2 separate regions of the Sus scrofa genome follow, and region 1 is linked to region 2. A link is a contact called in public HiChIP or PLAC-seq data. All regions are on one chromosome and are shown on one strand. Each heading gives the region's core, a stretch centred on a gene start, on an enhancer-like site or on the middle of the called end of the contact. The rest is flanking DNA. Distances are from core to core; before and after follow the strand shown.

What was found. HiChIP or PLAC-seq counts read pairs in DNA pulled down with a chosen protein or histone mark.
Region 1: an H3K27ac HiChIP or PLAC-seq map of alveolar macrophages shows a contact between it and region 2. The contact joins two enhancer-like sites. A contact is called at or near these places in 16 of 47 Hi-C or Micro-C datasets (alveolar macrophages, blood, embryonic fibroblasts and 8 more) and 1 of 2 datasets of contacts at active chromatin or transcription factors (alveolar macrophages).

What each region holds. Positions count from the first base shown.
Region 1 is chr6:34,190,730-34,193,429 of Sscrofa11.1, forward strand. No RefSeq gene overlaps it. Among named protein-coding and RNA genes, the nearest start is that of SNX20, 15 kb to the left of the region's middle. Within about 2 kb of position 1,317, at least 24 of the 83 cell types and tissues checked have an H3K27ac peak or open chromatin away from gene starts, as enhancers often do. A contact at or near this core is called in alveolar macrophages, where this site is marked.
Region 2 is chr6:34,050,906-34,053,605 of Sscrofa11.1, forward strand. No RefSeq gene overlaps it. Among named protein-coding and RNA genes, the nearest start is that of CYLD, 70 kb to the right of the region's middle. Within about 2 kb of position 1,261, at least 20 of the 83 cell types and tissues checked have an H3K27ac peak or open chromatin away from gene starts, as enhancers often do. A contact at or near this core is called in alveolar macrophages, where this site is marked.

The DNA of each region.
Region 1 (2,700 bases), core at 67-2,566, 140 kb after region 2:
GCAGCTGTACCTCCAATTTGACCCCTAGCCTGGGAACCTTCATATGCCAAGGGTGTGGCTCTAAAAAGAAAAAAAAAAAAAAACAAATAACAGAGAGAGAGAGAGAGACTGAGATGGGAGTTCCCTGGTGGGTCAGTAGGTTAAGGATTGGACACTACCACTGCTGTGGCTCTGGTTAAGCTGTGGTGCGGGTTCAATCACTGGCCCATGAGCTACTATATGCCTCAGGTATGGTTAAAGAAAGAAAGAAAGAAAGAGAGGAGTTCCTGTCATGGCTCAGTGGAAACAAATCTGACTAGTATCCATGAGGACATGGGTTCAATCCCTGGCCTTGCTCGGTGATCTGGCATTGCTGTGAGCTGTGGTGTAGGTCACAAACACAGCTTGGATCTGGCATTGCTGTGGCTGCGGTGTAGGAAGGCAGCTGTAGCTCCAATTAGACCCCTAGCCTGGGAACCTCCATATGCCGAAACTGCGGCCCTGAAAAAAAAACAGAGACAGACAGACAGACAGAGACAAGCCTTAGAGACCCATGATCATCACACCAAGACTTCTCACCGATTTACTCAGAAAGAAAGGCAAATACTGCAAAGGGAAATCAGCCTCTGACCACATGGCCTGGATCACCCGTCTGAGATGTGCATCATCCCAGACCAGCTGGAGTCTCGCTCCCTCTCTTTAGCCCCCTGGCCCTGGCCCCGTCCCCGCACCCCGGATCAGCCCTGCTTGCTGCCCAGCTCCTCAGCTGTGGGTCTGGTTTCAGCTTTGGTTGGCATCCTCGGCTTTCCACCCCCAGTTGGGAGGTGGTACCCAGGCTCCAGCTCTGGGCTTTGCACCCTGATAGCAGGTAAGACCCTCAAGTGAGGGAAAGTTCTGGTTTCATCAGAGCCAGAACCTGTCCTCTAGTTGGTGTCACTGGGTCCCCCGTTAAGAGCAAGAAAATACCCTCCCTGGAAGAAGATCTGGGCGAGCCCCACCCACCTGGTCAGCACTGGGGCTGCTCACCAGCCTTACCCATCTGTCTGTGTATGACTCATCTCTGAACAAACAGCAGTGGATGACACTTCTACGCTATGGCAGACCCTGCATAGAGCTCGGGGCACAGTGGTAAACAGGACAGATCGGGCCCCTGCCCTCATGAAGCTGCTACGTGAGAAGGGAACCACTCACAGAGCACACTGAAGCAGGAACAGAAGGGTCTCCCTCAGCCGCATGGTCAGGGAGGGCTTCTTGGAAGAGGTGTTTAATGGAGTCACAGGAGAGGCTGAGGAGGCGGCCAGGGCAGCGTGGGGAGGGGAGAATTTTTAAGCAGAAGGAAAGCGGAAGCACAGCCCTGAGGCAGGAACTTCCTCTGTCCCCGGGGAGCCTCGACCCAGGCCTGGGCCCAGAGAAGGGGGCAGGCAGGCCCCAGGCATCCCTTCTGAGGTGTGCCACCTGGCTGTGCCCGCTGAGAGGAAGTGCTCCAGGTGCCAACAGAAAGACGCCTGGTGAGCCCATCTGTGCCGTGGCTCGTCTCCAGGAACTGACTCTTTGCAAGGTGAATAAGCTGGGAGCTCGTGTTTAGGGCACACAGACCCTTTGGGTTTACAAGTGACAGAAAGTCAGGGTAAGCTGACAAGGAGGAATTTATTTCCTGAAAAGTCCAGGAATAGATGGCTCCAAGCCAGGTTGGAACCACAGCCTCAGACCATCCACACCCAGTGTCCTACTCACTTTCGCTTTCTCTCTTGGTTTTACTTTCCTGGGCTTTGCCTTCTCTCTCGACAAGCTCTCCTCCTGGTGACAAGATGGCTGAAGCTGTGCCAGGCTCACCTGCCCCTTCTCGGATCCCCAGGTGAAGCCGCACGGCTCCTGTGACGCCCTGGTCTGTAGGATGTGTGCAAAACACCTGCCCACCTGTCCTTTCCTGAGGCGCCCAGTGCTGACCACAATGAACTTGCCCAACCTTCACCAGAAATCCGTCTTTATGTACTGTTTTGTAATCTGCTTTTTTATTTTTTTGGCCACACCTGTGGCATATGGAAATTCCCAGGCCGGGGATCGAATCCACGCCACAGCAGCAACCCCAAGCTGCTCCAGTGACAACACTGGGTCCTTAATCCACTGTGCCACAAGAGAACTCCTTGTTTTGTTTGTTTTTTCTTTGTAGGGCCACACTGGCAGCATATGGAAGTTCCTGGGTTAGGGGTTGAATGGGAGCTGCAGCTGCAGCCCATGCCACAGCCACAAAAATGCTGCCGCACCTGTTACCTATGCCCAGCTTGTGGAATGCTGGATCTTTAACCCACTGAGCAAGGCCGGGGATCCAACCCGCATCCTTATGGCGCCTACACTGTGTCCTTAACCCGATGAGCCATGATAGAACTCTGTGATTTTTACATTTTTAAATAGACTTTTAAATTTTCAAAAATTATTTATTTTGGCCACACCCATGGCATGCAGAAGTTCCCAGGCCAGGGATCAAACCTGCGCCACAGCGGTGACCCGAGCCCACAGCAGTGACAACATCCAATCCTTAACCACTAGGCCGCCAGGGAACTCCTAAATACACTTTTCAAAAAAAAAAAATTGTTGTTGTTGTAGTTACTTCTTTTTGCATTTTTAAAAGTTTGATGGAAGTATAGTTGATTTACCCTGTGATCCTTTCTGCTGTACAACAAAGTGGTTCCGTTATCCATGTACACACATCCATTCTCTGTC
Region 2 (2,700 bases), core at 11-2,510:
ATGGGCACCTGTGCCAGGCGCTGCTCCTGGGCTTAGGGTCCGTGGTCACTTACCCCACACCACTAAAGGGAGTGAAGGGGGCAGCTATGGCTTGGTAAATGATTCCTTTTCCCACTTGCACAAAACGGAGTTTTTGCAAGCCTTAACCCACATGCAAATGCTTTCTGCCTTTTGCTGACAAAGTCTTTTCCGCAGTGGCAGGGTCTAGGGTCATGGTTCTTAAACACATACGAGTGTGTACAGGAGTCACTGGGTGGGGGGGGGAGGTGTTCAAAGTGCAGAATCCAGGGCCCCGAGCTCAGAGCGTGATGCTGTGGTTTTGTGTGGGGCCGCTGAGCCTTAATTCTTAAGGACCTCGATGACTCAAATGCAGCTTGTCTGCAGATCACGCTTTAGGAAACTCTGATGAGAATGTGGTCGATTTTTGCAGTGAGACCCCAACAACATTCGCTAAAGTTAGTCCAGTAGATACTAGGCGCACACTGGCAGTCTTTTCCCACACCCCATTTCCCCAGAGGAGGATGTTTCTAATGAAGGGAGAAATGTGCACCGATTGAGGGGCTTGACATCAGGATCCCATTATTTACCTACTTTCTTCCCATAAAGCTAAGGATTTGTATGTACTTCATTTCTCTGCAGAGTCCCGAGAAAAGCCCTCATACCGGATCTTACAGCCTTCGCCCAGCAGATGGCACTCACTCATTTTTAAATGCCATTTATAAAAAAGAGGCCGAAAGCTCAAGATAGATGGAGAGACAGAGAGGGGGCAAGACAGAAACAGAGAGAGGACAGTCACCAGCAGAAACGTCCAACAACAATCAGCTGTCCTGAAGTGACACAGAGGAAGCTTAAAACCCTCCTGGATGGAATTGGTAATCTGGTGTGCGGCTTTGACCAATCGCCACCGTTCTATTCAGAAATCACCTGCTGCTTTCCAAACCTGGGCTCTGGCTGCAGAGCTATCTGGGTGCTCAGATCTAGGACACGGTCATAACCTATTATGGCCACAAGATGGCAGTGCCGCGCCAGGAGGACAAGGCACAGGAACATTCAAATCTTAAAAAGCCATCTAAAGACTTGAGAATGTGTCCTGAAAATACGATCCTGGTGGGAGAAGAGAGGGGGAAAGAGACGTGTGGGTTAGATTTGTACTTTGTCTCTTAAGTGCACGATTCTGCTGCTACCACTACAGCTGCTGCTCCTAGTGGCTGCCCTTTACGGCGGGGTTACTGGGTACCAGGCTGTGAGAAGCACTTGACACGCATGCGTGGTTTCACTTCCCTGTCATAAAGCCTTCGGAGGGACGTTCCGCGATGTCTCCACTTCTGAGAGGAAGCATTATGTGGGGAAGCAGAGGCTGGGACCTCGTGTCTTTTCTCAGAAGACGTGGGGACAGAGATCCAATTCTGGCCACATCCACAATAGTGAATGGGGAGGATTCTTATGCGCAAAAGGCTGGGGTTCCTTCTTTGCGCAAAGAGTTGAGCACCTACTTGGGCCAGGCTTTATTCAAGGGGCTAAGGAAAGAGCCCTGAAGAACTAGTGAAGAGTCCCTGCTTCTCGTAGCGTCGGCAATAAACCACTAGGGCCCTGGGAGATGCCCTGGAGAAGGTAAAGGGCCAAAAAGTGCCCGGGGGCGCATTTAACGCCGTGGTGAGCTGAAGCAAATGCCGCCAGCTCCCAGCAGCAACCGTTCCATTTTCAGGAATGTTATGAGTCATTATGGAAGTTTAATCATATAAGCTTATGGATAAGCAATGAGACCCCACTGTACAGCACAGGAAACTCTAGCCAGTCTCTTGGGAGAGACCATGATGAAAGATCATATAAGAAAGGGAATGTATATAAATTCCCGCTGGTCAGATTCGTTTCCGCTGAGCCACCGCGGGAACTCCCGGGAAATGCGATATACCCTTGTGCCAATCCTACCTGCCTCTCTTCCTGGTGCCACCTTCAGGGGTGTCACACTGGCAGCTTGCCATCGGCCATGGAGAGCGTATTTACCTCTCAAAACTGGCAAATGCTACAGACAGATCAGGGCTTCCCCCCACCCCGCATCCCCCTGCCCAGAGAGTTTGCTATTTAACATTGACCAGCACGCCACTGGCTAATGTGGTCTGAGAGGGCCTCTCAGGGGAGGTGACCTCTGCCCGGGAATCTGAAATGCATTTAGTCCTTCTATCCTGCTGCCGCCTAGCCCGTGCCAGCCATCAGGGGTAACGCACAGGCGACAGCATGGAAATAGACTGCACAACAGAGTCTGAAGTTCAAAGATGGCCAGAAAGGGTAAAACACACACTTGTTTCAAATACGTAGATTCCAAAACCATAACCCCACCAGGGCACACCTCACAGAGCAGGCTTGCCTGTCCTCAGCCGTTTAGGATGCACAGGTAAGAAGCTACACGTCGTGGCCCAAGACCTGATCTCATGAATCCTGCAACCTGGTGAGACCCTGCTTGCCATCAAATGGAACGTGCAAGATTTGACCTTGGAGGTCACATTCAAGCTTCTCACAAAGTGGGGTGGGATGGCAGAGGGGGACTCAGGAGGCCTCTCAGGGAAAGTCACTTTCTTTTTTTCTTTCTTTTTTTAATGGCTGTACCTGTGGTACAAGGGAGGTTCCAAGCTAGGGGGTCGAATCAGAGCCACATCTGCACCCTACGCCACAGCCAAGCAAAGCCAGATCCTGTACACCAGA